2 separate regions of the Bicyclus anynana genome follow, and region 1 is linked to region 2. The links are chromatin contacts, called in public Hi-C maps. All regions are on one chromosome and are shown on one strand. Each heading gives the region's core, a stretch centred on a gene start, on an enhancer-like site or on the middle of the called end of the contact. The rest is flanking DNA. Distances are from core to core; before and after follow the strand shown. Region 1 holds the start of LOC112045805 (dihydrolipoyllysine-residue succinyltransferase component of 2-oxoglutarate dehydrogenase complex, mitochondrial). Region 2 holds the start of LOC112045815 (DNA-directed RNA polymerases I, II, and III subunit RPABC3).

Evidence for each region. Hi-C and Micro-C count contacts between places; a contact is called where the count stands out from the background.
Region 1: a contact with region 2 is called in a Hi-C map of whole body, with 5 times the contacts expected there. The contact joins the promoter of LOC112045805 here to the promoter of LOC112045815 in region 2. A contact is called at or near these places in 2 of 2 Hi-C or Micro-C datasets (whole body and whole larva).

What each region holds. Positions count from the first base shown.
Region 1 is chr26:7,120,868-7,125,908 of ilBicAnyn1.1, reverse strand. LOC112045805 (dihydrolipoyllysine-residue succinyltransferase component of 2-oxoglutarate dehydrogenase complex, mitochondrial) reads left to right here and starts at 2,531. Exons shown (of 3, transcript XM_024082147.2): 1 at 2,531-2,685.
Region 2 is chr26:6,902,877-6,907,625 of ilBicAnyn1.1, reverse strand. LOC112045815 (DNA-directed RNA polymerases I, II, and III subunit RPABC3) reads left to right here and starts at 2,672. Exons shown (of 3, transcript XM_024082166.2): 1 at 2,672-2,995; 2 at 3,796-3,918. The coding sequence starts at 2,826. It overlaps LOC112045801 (H/ACA ribonucleoprotein complex subunit 4), which reads right to left and starts at 1,583. Exons shown (of 1, transcript XM_024082139.2): 1 at 1-1,583. The coding sequence starts at 1,354.

The DNA.
Region 1 (5,041 bases), core at 1,282-3,781, 220 kb before region 2:
TTTGTTTATTTGCATTGGATAGGCTCAGAAACTACTGAACTGGAATTTTCTAAATAAAATAATTTATGAATTGATCGCTTCCTTGTGCTGTGAGTAGATATCAAGTTGGCTGAAATACCTTTTTCCTGGACAATTTTGCTTTTTGTCATCCACTCACTGCACAATTAATTAATTTATTAAGTAATCAATTCTCTCTATTTAATTCTTTCAACTACATAATCACATTTTTTGTTGAATTTTAGATAGAACTTTAACAGGGAGTCCACCGGAACAAAAAAAGTTTGAGAACCTCTGAATCTAGTCCTTCAACACCTAGTGATGCATAGGGCCGAAACAAACTAAACCACTTTCACAGGTAGTTCAGAATCTTGCAGCAGGGCGTTTACTGTGAGCCAAACTGCATTGACCAAGTGATAACACTTTTGAAGCAAACATCAGCAAAACTGTGAAGAAACCAACAAGCCCTAGCTTTCATGTAGCCCAATCGACATGAAATTCAGGAAAACAATGTTTCATACAAAGGACATTAACTATGTATGGAAGCAGACAGTAGTCTGCATCCATACATAGTTAATGTCCTGAGTTTTTGATGATAAAAAGTTTTTTTGGATGTGCTTTGCCTCACACCTCATGCAGATTAACTTGACACCTAGCTTGAATATTGTTTTGTACTGTTTGTTTTGTTTGGTAGCCAGATGTCAAGTTAATGTACAGTTTTATAGATGCAACTACTCCACTGCCTGGCAGTTCTGTAATAATAATGAAGGAGGAACGTTGATGAGATATTGGTTTTCAACTTTCCAGAAATATCCTAGATTTCACTAATTTATGATGATGATTTCGATTTTTCTAATTGTAAGTGGTCAAGCTTAACATTTCTGATAGAAAACTTGGAATTTGTGTAGGAACTTAAAATAAAACAACTTGATTTTTTTTCTGGAGATAGCATTGCTGTAGATCCCTGATGAGGACCGCAGCGACGTTACCGGCAGCGGGTTGGGTCCCGACTCCCGAAGGCTGAAGAATAATAGATGACAGAACGAATTTTTAATTTTAAGATCATATTTTCCGAGACTCAGACCTCGTATATAAACCTATAAATAAGCTATTAGAAAGATTTTTGAAGTTATTACAACTATTTCACTCCAAGAATATTTTAGAATTTCAACACAACATGATCGTCCCGCACTTTCATTTTTGCTAAACAGCTAGCTAGCTAACCGAAATAAGACACGAGAATTCTACAATGCACAGGACATAATTATTAATCAAACATCCCTATTAAATAATTACAAATTTACAAGAGAAAAATATGAACAATTCTGCCCAGTAAAAAATACAATGCAAAAAAACAAGATGGCAAACGCCGGTCGCCGAACACTAACACATTTTATGACCAAATATTTTAACCAAACACAATTATTGTTTAATCGAATATATTATTGTGCACATCGGAAACTAAAATAAAATACGAAACGGCTAACTTAGCAAATACAAATTACAAATCCATTAACCGCAACAAGAACAACCAACGCCACAAACGACGGCTTTTTTAATTTTTTGTCGGAATCGGACAGTGTTACCAACTCTCCAAAATATTTATCCCTAAAATTTATGTCAAAACCCCTAAAATCACCTTAATTATTCAGTTGTCCCCCTAAAAAATATAAATTTATAATAATTTAGAAATAATATGCTGTAATATGTTTCAAAAGTCTTTATTTAATACAGACAAAATATTACATCTTTATCTGAAGATTCAGATTTTTTGAAATCATACATGTTGACAATGAATAAATTTAACAATTTCTTTTTGCCGCCAGTTGCCTCAGAGTGGTTGTAGAATAACGTATTATATGTCGTTATAAGTCGCTAGATCAAGAAAAAAATATTAAAATTATCATCAATTTAAAAATATTAAAGAGTCAAAAAATCCCAGAAAATACCCCTAAAAAATCCAATTTCACTTATTTGCCCCCTAAATCTGGGGGGAAAAACCCCTAAGTTGGGAGCCCTGGAATCGGAGTACGGAGTACGGTTACGAAGACGGACCACGGACCATAGAGTAGAATGGTACGGACAACGGAGTATTTTAGTAAAAAAAGAAAAACGTCAAATATACAGCGCCACCTGTTGATGAATAGCCAAAAGTAAAAAAAGTAAAGTCAAAAATTTGTAAAGACCACTAACGTCAAAATCTGAAAACGTTCAATATTAATAAATAGCAGTCGGGTAAAAACACAACTGAGTATAAAAACGTTAAAACTGGTAAAAATATAAATAAAAAAATCAAATTTGTTTTTAGCCTTAGACCATTAAGGTGCTTTTAGCAATTACTTTGTGAATTTTTTAGGAAGGAGAAACGAAACGTAAGTTTTATAAAAAGTAAAAAAGAACTTAATTCAGTAATTTCTTGACAAAAAAAAGTCACAAAATATTTTATAGATATAAAAAATTTATAATTACGCTTTACGTTTATGAAAAGATTTTATTTACATAAATGTTAAAATATGAATTAAGTTAATAGCAAAAACGAAACGCTGCCTTAATCCACATGACAGGTACCCACCTCTTTTACCTACCGTACCGCCAACTGGATTTTCGAAGTTATTCCGAACACCCCATGGTGAATTTAATGTAGATCTTGGGGCCTCAAATTCACAAGCAGGCAGCGTGTTAATAAAAGTGAAGTATCAGTTTGCTATTACTGTGCTAGTTTTTATGTTATCAATACAATAAAATCGATTTTATATCCGATTTTCACGGTGTACCCAGTGTCATGAGACATAAGCTTATGTAACATATTTGCCCGAAAATAGCTAATCGGTCAATGGTAACGATTGTTTACTACAAATAACGGTAAGTTACACATTTATCTTAATCCATTCAAGGTTCAAATTATGAAATACCACATTGGATAACCTTGAAAATTGGTTCACATATGTTCGCTTGAATGCAATTTTTTATCGTATGTTTGTGTATCGTTGTTATCTTGTAATACCGATTTTATTTGTTTTTAGCGTCTATTGTGTTTGTTTTCATCCAATTCAATGTTCTAACTAATTTAAAACACTAGAAATCAGTTCACATAAATTGAAGCGCTCAGTGATAGTGACAGATATATATGTAATTCAGATGTTCTATTTTCAAAATTTAGGATAATTAAGGTCAAGTTTGTTAAGCCACTTGCGTTTGTTAATTTTCATTCTAATGTTTTTTTTTAATATTCTTCTTTTTCAAATATGTGTTTCTAGAATTATGAAGCAGAAGTTTTGATGTGGCTTTTTATATTGGATGAAAATTATTTTATAAACCTTTTGTGTCATAAATAGATAATACATTTTTAACTTTGATATAAAATATTCACTACTAACCTAAGCACCTTTACCTGTTTAGTGGGGATGATGACTAGGTTTGAATATATTGATTTTTATGATACGTTCGGGTAAATAGGGTCAATGGTAACTAATTTATACATAAAAAGCAAAGATTGTCTGGATATTTGCAAAATAAATGAGACTATAAAATTTCAAAAACTATTAAAAATATTTTATTGTAATTAGATGAAAATTCATACAGTTTTAGCTTCCTTACATTAAATGTGACATTTTTTAATATATGAACTATAAGCATAAACGCACAAATAACAAAGATATTAGTAATTTTGTTTGAACGCGCATACAAATCTAACGATCATTACATTGCTTATGACGTCATTATATTGAGCCATTTTGTATGGGGCGTTTTTCAGGAATCCGCAGCAGCACCGCAAATCTGACTCTTTAAATCCCTGTAGCTCCGAAAGTAATGATCGCAGATACCCTGTTCCTTTTACAAAATTGCTTTACTATTAGTATACTCTTAATTTATATACAATATAAAAAACTGTCATCATCCCTGTTCCCATTTAGAGGGAATACTGGGATAAAATATAGCCTATAATGCTCACAGATAATGTGGCTTTCTGCTGGTTAAAGAATTTTCAATTTTGGTTCAGTCCAGAGATTACCAGTAGTACAGTAAACGCCAAAAACTTTAGTTCTTTAAATTATTAGTATAGATACATTTGTACATCTAACATGTATAATTTTCAGGGAGTTAGGGATTGCTTGTAACTTCGAGAGCTTGCAATAAGGTTGCCTTTGCATGCCACTTTTTATTTATTTATTTCTATATATCTTTATGCTGTTTTGAGTATAATAAGATTTTTCTTATTGGAAATCTCTCATGAATCACTGATAGTAGTAAAAACTATTTGATAAAACGTGTAATAGTTTTAAGCGAATTGAATTGTGTTATCAGACAGACAGTTGGGAATAGTTTGATTGATGCTATGACCACTTCTCAACTGAATGACCAACTCGGCTGCACCAGAAATGCTATACCTTATTATATTTATAATGAAAATTTTGTTAATGAAGATAATACTTAAATAGGCTAAACTTATTATAAAAATTAAATATAAGGAAATATCAATACAACTACAACTACAAAATAAATTAAAATTAAAACTAATACCTAAAAATATTTATCAAAATTTGTCGCTCTTGGTAGGGTGCCCATCACGCAGGCAGCATTCTCGCGCTGAATTGCGATTGAAATTCTTTGCGCGAGAAAGCTGCCCGCCCGAGGGTCGCCTGTTGCCTCTCTGAGGCGTTTGCTGATCTCCTTGTGGAGAGTCAGAGCGCTCCTGCCCCACCGGCCTGGTGTCTCGACGCCAAACGGGACAAATTCATATTGGGCGCCGAGACAACTGTATTTTAGAAACTTTTGACGCTATATATTACATTTATTGTTTGTTTGTTGAAATTGTGTAGGCTGGTGGATAGTCTCCACTTTATCAACAAAGAAGTAAAGTAGAGACACTGCTAAGCATTTTAGCATTCTGGTATGATGTCACTTTGATTAAATATTCTCGTTGTGATTTTCATCCCCTTCAACTTGTCAAGAATAAAAATAAAAAAAGTCTACTGTTATTGTTCCGATAGGTGTTTCAGTCAATGGTCATATGGTGAAAAGCTTCGACCAACACCTAAAGAAG
Region 2 (4,749 bases), core at 1,423-3,922:
CAGAGTTGTTTGGGTCGTCAGCATTTGCGGTACTTGCTGTCCTTTTCCTGCCAGCATCTTCTGCCTTGTCATCTCCGTTCTCTGTTTCGTTCTTAACTTTATAGTCAACGTAGCTGTTCAACCATTCGGATGGAGTATTCTCGTTTGGTTTACCAAACTTGTCGAGCTTGCCTTGTTGGATTAGCATTTTCTTTTGTGAAGCCTTAGGTCCTAGGCCCCATTTTCTGGGGTATGTGTCCCTCTCCATTATTACTCTTTTAAGTTTTGCTGCTACTCCATGATCACAGCATGCCATAGTTGATGTTGTCATTAAAGCAATGGCTAAAGCGACAGCCTCCCCTTTCGCTGTGACAATCACTATTTCCTGATCAAGTTCTATCCCGTCTTCATACCTCAATATACCAGGTAGAAGTACTTTCGCACCGTAGCAAACAGCATTGATAGCACTGTCTTTAATAAAGATTCTTTTATGAGCTATTAATAAACCTTCCAAAGGTTTAATAACTCTACGTAAATATGTCTCATCTTTATGGTTTTCGTACGCCCATTGCGCATCTAGAATATCATGCATGGTCACCATGCCTTCCTTTTCACCTTGTATACCTGATCTAACTCTCCTTAGCTCTATCATCTGACCTCCTACACCAAGCATTAGTCCCAAGTGTACACACATGGTACGTATGTACGACCCAGCTTCACAGCTAACCCAGAAAATACCTATGTTGCGTTCTTGGTCATAATCTAGCAACTTACTGTCATACACAGTTCTGACTCGGAGCTGACGTTTGACTGCAGATATGAGGGGTGGACGTTGGAACAGAGCACCACGTAGCTTCTCCAAACCTTGGGTGACCTTCTGGATATTCTCCACTGCAGAATGTAAGTTAAAAATAGCAACATACTCCTTACCAGCGTTCTGTTGGGACTTCACCAGCCTTGTAGCACGGTCTATGCACACTATCAAACAGCCAGTGACTTTAGGATCCAAAGTGCCGGAATGGCCGGTCTTCTCGACTTTTAATATCCTTTTTATCCACGATACGACTTCATGAGAGCTTGGATTGCTGGGTTTATCCACGTTGATGAATCCAGACTTGACATACTCCGTGATAGAGCGTTTTAGAGGTGAACTACCGAATGGCAGCGGCGTGTAATGGTTCGTACGCACGTTGAGTCTATCGAAGTTCTTCAATAACAAAGGCCAGTACGCTGTGTCCAACTTCGTAACACTCTCAGAAGGCTCGATTTTGAAGTCGCCGATCTTCTGGAAAGCGCCCAAAGTCACCCCATCTTTGTTTTTCTTCTTTTTCTTCTCCGAAAACACTTCGCTGCCCGATGGCAATACGTCAGTCATTTTTGGTTACAGTTCAATTTAACACAGCACAGAATATTAGTTTTTTGCACACACAAATAGTTTTGTAGATTATGTTTATAATTTCGGATGTTTTTATTACAACACGTGTATGTATGTACAAAGAGGTTAGCTTATTTTTTGTCTTAGCTTGACAATCTCGGCCTCGGCGAGAGTGAGGTTATTTTATTTTCCGTGTGGCTTGAGCTTGACGCTTGACGCTTCGTTGTCTAACGACAGTGTTGCCAGCCCAACTGAAAATCTAACCACTCCACCAGATTGAATTAAATAAATTATGAATCCCTTTTACTACAAATGGCTTTTTACTACAAACTACAGCTCATATTTTCAACAACCAAAAGTTTTGACTAAGCGTGCAACAAATAAATCGTGTATGCGAGTTATATTTAATTTTTCTGTTAATTTAATGATTGTGATTAGTCTTGTTCGCATTAAATAGATTTCAATAACTTTACTGGTACTGCTGGTAAGAAAAGAAAGACGTATAAATATAGTATTTTGCGACCTATGGGTTGTTAAAATAAACAGTTTTAGTGGAAAATATACCAAGTTGGCAACACCATGAGAATAGCTTTTAAAGAGACTAAACAGAATCTAAAACAAAAGCTGCAAATACATTTAAAAACTGTAGCAAAAAAAAAAAATTACAAAAATTAAATATACTGCAAATATTATTACTACAGTTGAATATTTAATTTATATGTTTCATTGAGTTTCCTAATAGATTAAAATTAAAACTAACACATCTAATCAGCATGCTTTGTAAATGAATTTGTTAATTGTCAATGTCAAATCAATTGTCATTTGTCATTTCTCATTTGTGTTGATTTTGACTTTTTGACAGGGTTCCCAACTTAGGGGTTTTCCCCCCAGATTTAGGGGGCAAATAAGTGAAATGGGATTTTTTTAGGGGTCTGAAATTTTTAGGGGTATTTTCAGGGATTTTTAAATTGATGATAATTTTAATATTTCTTTCTTGGCCTAGCAACGTATAACGACATATTATATTACATTATTCTACAACCACTGAGGAAATTGGAGGCAATTTTCATCGAGTAAAAAAAATTGCTAAATTTATTCATTGTCAACATGTATGATTTCAAAAAATCTGAATCTTCAGATAAAGACGTAGTATTTTTTCTGCATTAAATATAGACTTTTGAAACATATGACAGCATATTATTTCTAAATTATTATGAATTTATATTTTTTAGGGGGACAACTCAATAATTAAGGCTATTTTAGGGGTTTTTGACACCAACTTTAGGGATAAATATTTTGGAGAGTTGGTAACACTGCTTTTTGAATTTGAGCATTGGATTGGTTTTGTTTTGGGCTTGGCGTGTTTTCGAGATTGTAAACTAAATATTTACGTTCCTGTTCAGTTTAATTATGTTATAATAATAAAAGAAAACACCTTTTTTATTAGCCAAGTAGTTTCACTCGTTACAAAATGGCTGGTGTGTTATTTGAGGATATATTCAACGTGAAAGATATGGACCCAGAGGGAAAGAAGTTCGACAGAGTAAGCAGGTTGCACTGTGAATCAGAGTCGTTCAAAATGGATTTAATATTAGACATTAACTCGTGGATATACCCTATGGAGTTGGGTGATAAGTTTAGGTGCGTACTTTAAATGGTATTGTTCCAAAATCTATGTATATTTAGTTAGGTTATCTAAGTTTTGTTGAAGCATTGTTTTACATTAGCTTAGTGTGATTTTGGTCGGTAGACTGCAGCGTTGAATTAAATATGAACCTGTTTAGGTATACCATGAGTGAAATATTTGGGTAATTAAACAAGTCTTCAATAATCAATGATACAATTTGCCTGTCCGAGACATCAGTGAAGCCCACTGTCAGTTAATTCCTCTATGGTTGTCATAAATACAACCTGCCATTGAATATATTTGATATACAACAAATAAACAACCTGCTTAATGAATAACCCAAACATTACAATGAGGTGCAATGGTGGGCTATGATATATTGGTGTAGTAAGGTATGGTTATTACACATTTGATGAATTTTTTGACTTGTAGGTCATTGGATCAGTTTCCTCCTTCACAAAACAAAAGAGCAACTGTGGTTCTTACCGGCTCCTCTTAGCAGAACCTGCCGAACTGGTGGTAGAGTTTTTACAAATAGTTACAAGCACTTTTAAAACTTGATGTTTTAAAAGTTTTTTAGTAAGCTAGTACTTGGCTAGTACTCGGACATAAATTAAAAAAACAATATTACTTTAGCCCCTAGAGGCTGAAATGGTTGTTTAGCTCTGTTGTGTTAATATGTGGTAATATGGCAGCGTTTTTGAGCAAGAGTAGTGAAAAATACATTTTGATTAAGTAACAATCTTAATATACACTACATTAGACTTAATAGATGCTATTGGTATATTGTTTAAATTCTTTTTTTTCATTGTAGATTGGTGTTAGCAACAACATTGAGAGAGAATGGCTACCCGGACGGAGGAGAATGGAATCCTTTAGAAACTGAAGGCAACAGGGCGGACAGTTTTGAATATGTTATGTATGGAAAAGTTTATAAGTTAGTATGATTTTGTATGTTTAATTTAGAAATTTATGTTTTTATTCAAGTAAGCTTAGTTTACAAGCAGTTTTGAAACATCAAGTTTGATTTGTAGAGACTACAAGAGGTTCAGAAGGCAGATTACTTTTAAAATCATCATTTTTTACAATTTTTGGCATCATTTATACATTGACCTCTTATAATTAAAGGATGCAAATCATGTAGAAAATTTCACTTAAAAACTGGCCATTTATGCTTTGACAGTGCTAAAATGATTGGTAAAGAAAATTATACCTAAAAGCCTTTAAATATAGTACAATCTATACTTATATATTATAAAGAGGAAAACTTTGTTTGTATGTTTGTTTGCTTCTAATGAATAGACTCAAAAATTACTGGACGGATTTTAAAAATTCTTTCACCATTCGAAAGCTACATTATCCACAAGTAACATAGGCTAAATTTTATTTAGGACAGGATTTTTTTTACAAGGTGTAAAAAATCACTTATTTTGCGTACGCTGCCTAAACTATAAAAGATAGAACCATAAAATGTTATAATTAATTGTAGATCTTATAAATATCTACAAAAAAGTCCGCAACACATTATACCTAGGGTAGGGGTAAGGTAGGGGTAGGGTAGGGTAGGGTTAGGGTAGGTAGGAATAGGGTAGGGGTAGTTGAAAGTTTACATCAAGTTTCACGCGGACGAAGTCGCGGACGTTTTAATTATTATTGTGTTTGTATGGGAGTATAGAAAAGCTTTGCCTCAGATTTAATTTTTTTATTTATTTATTATTTTTACAGATTGTAATTTTTAAATTACTTAAAATTGTCCTAACAATAACAA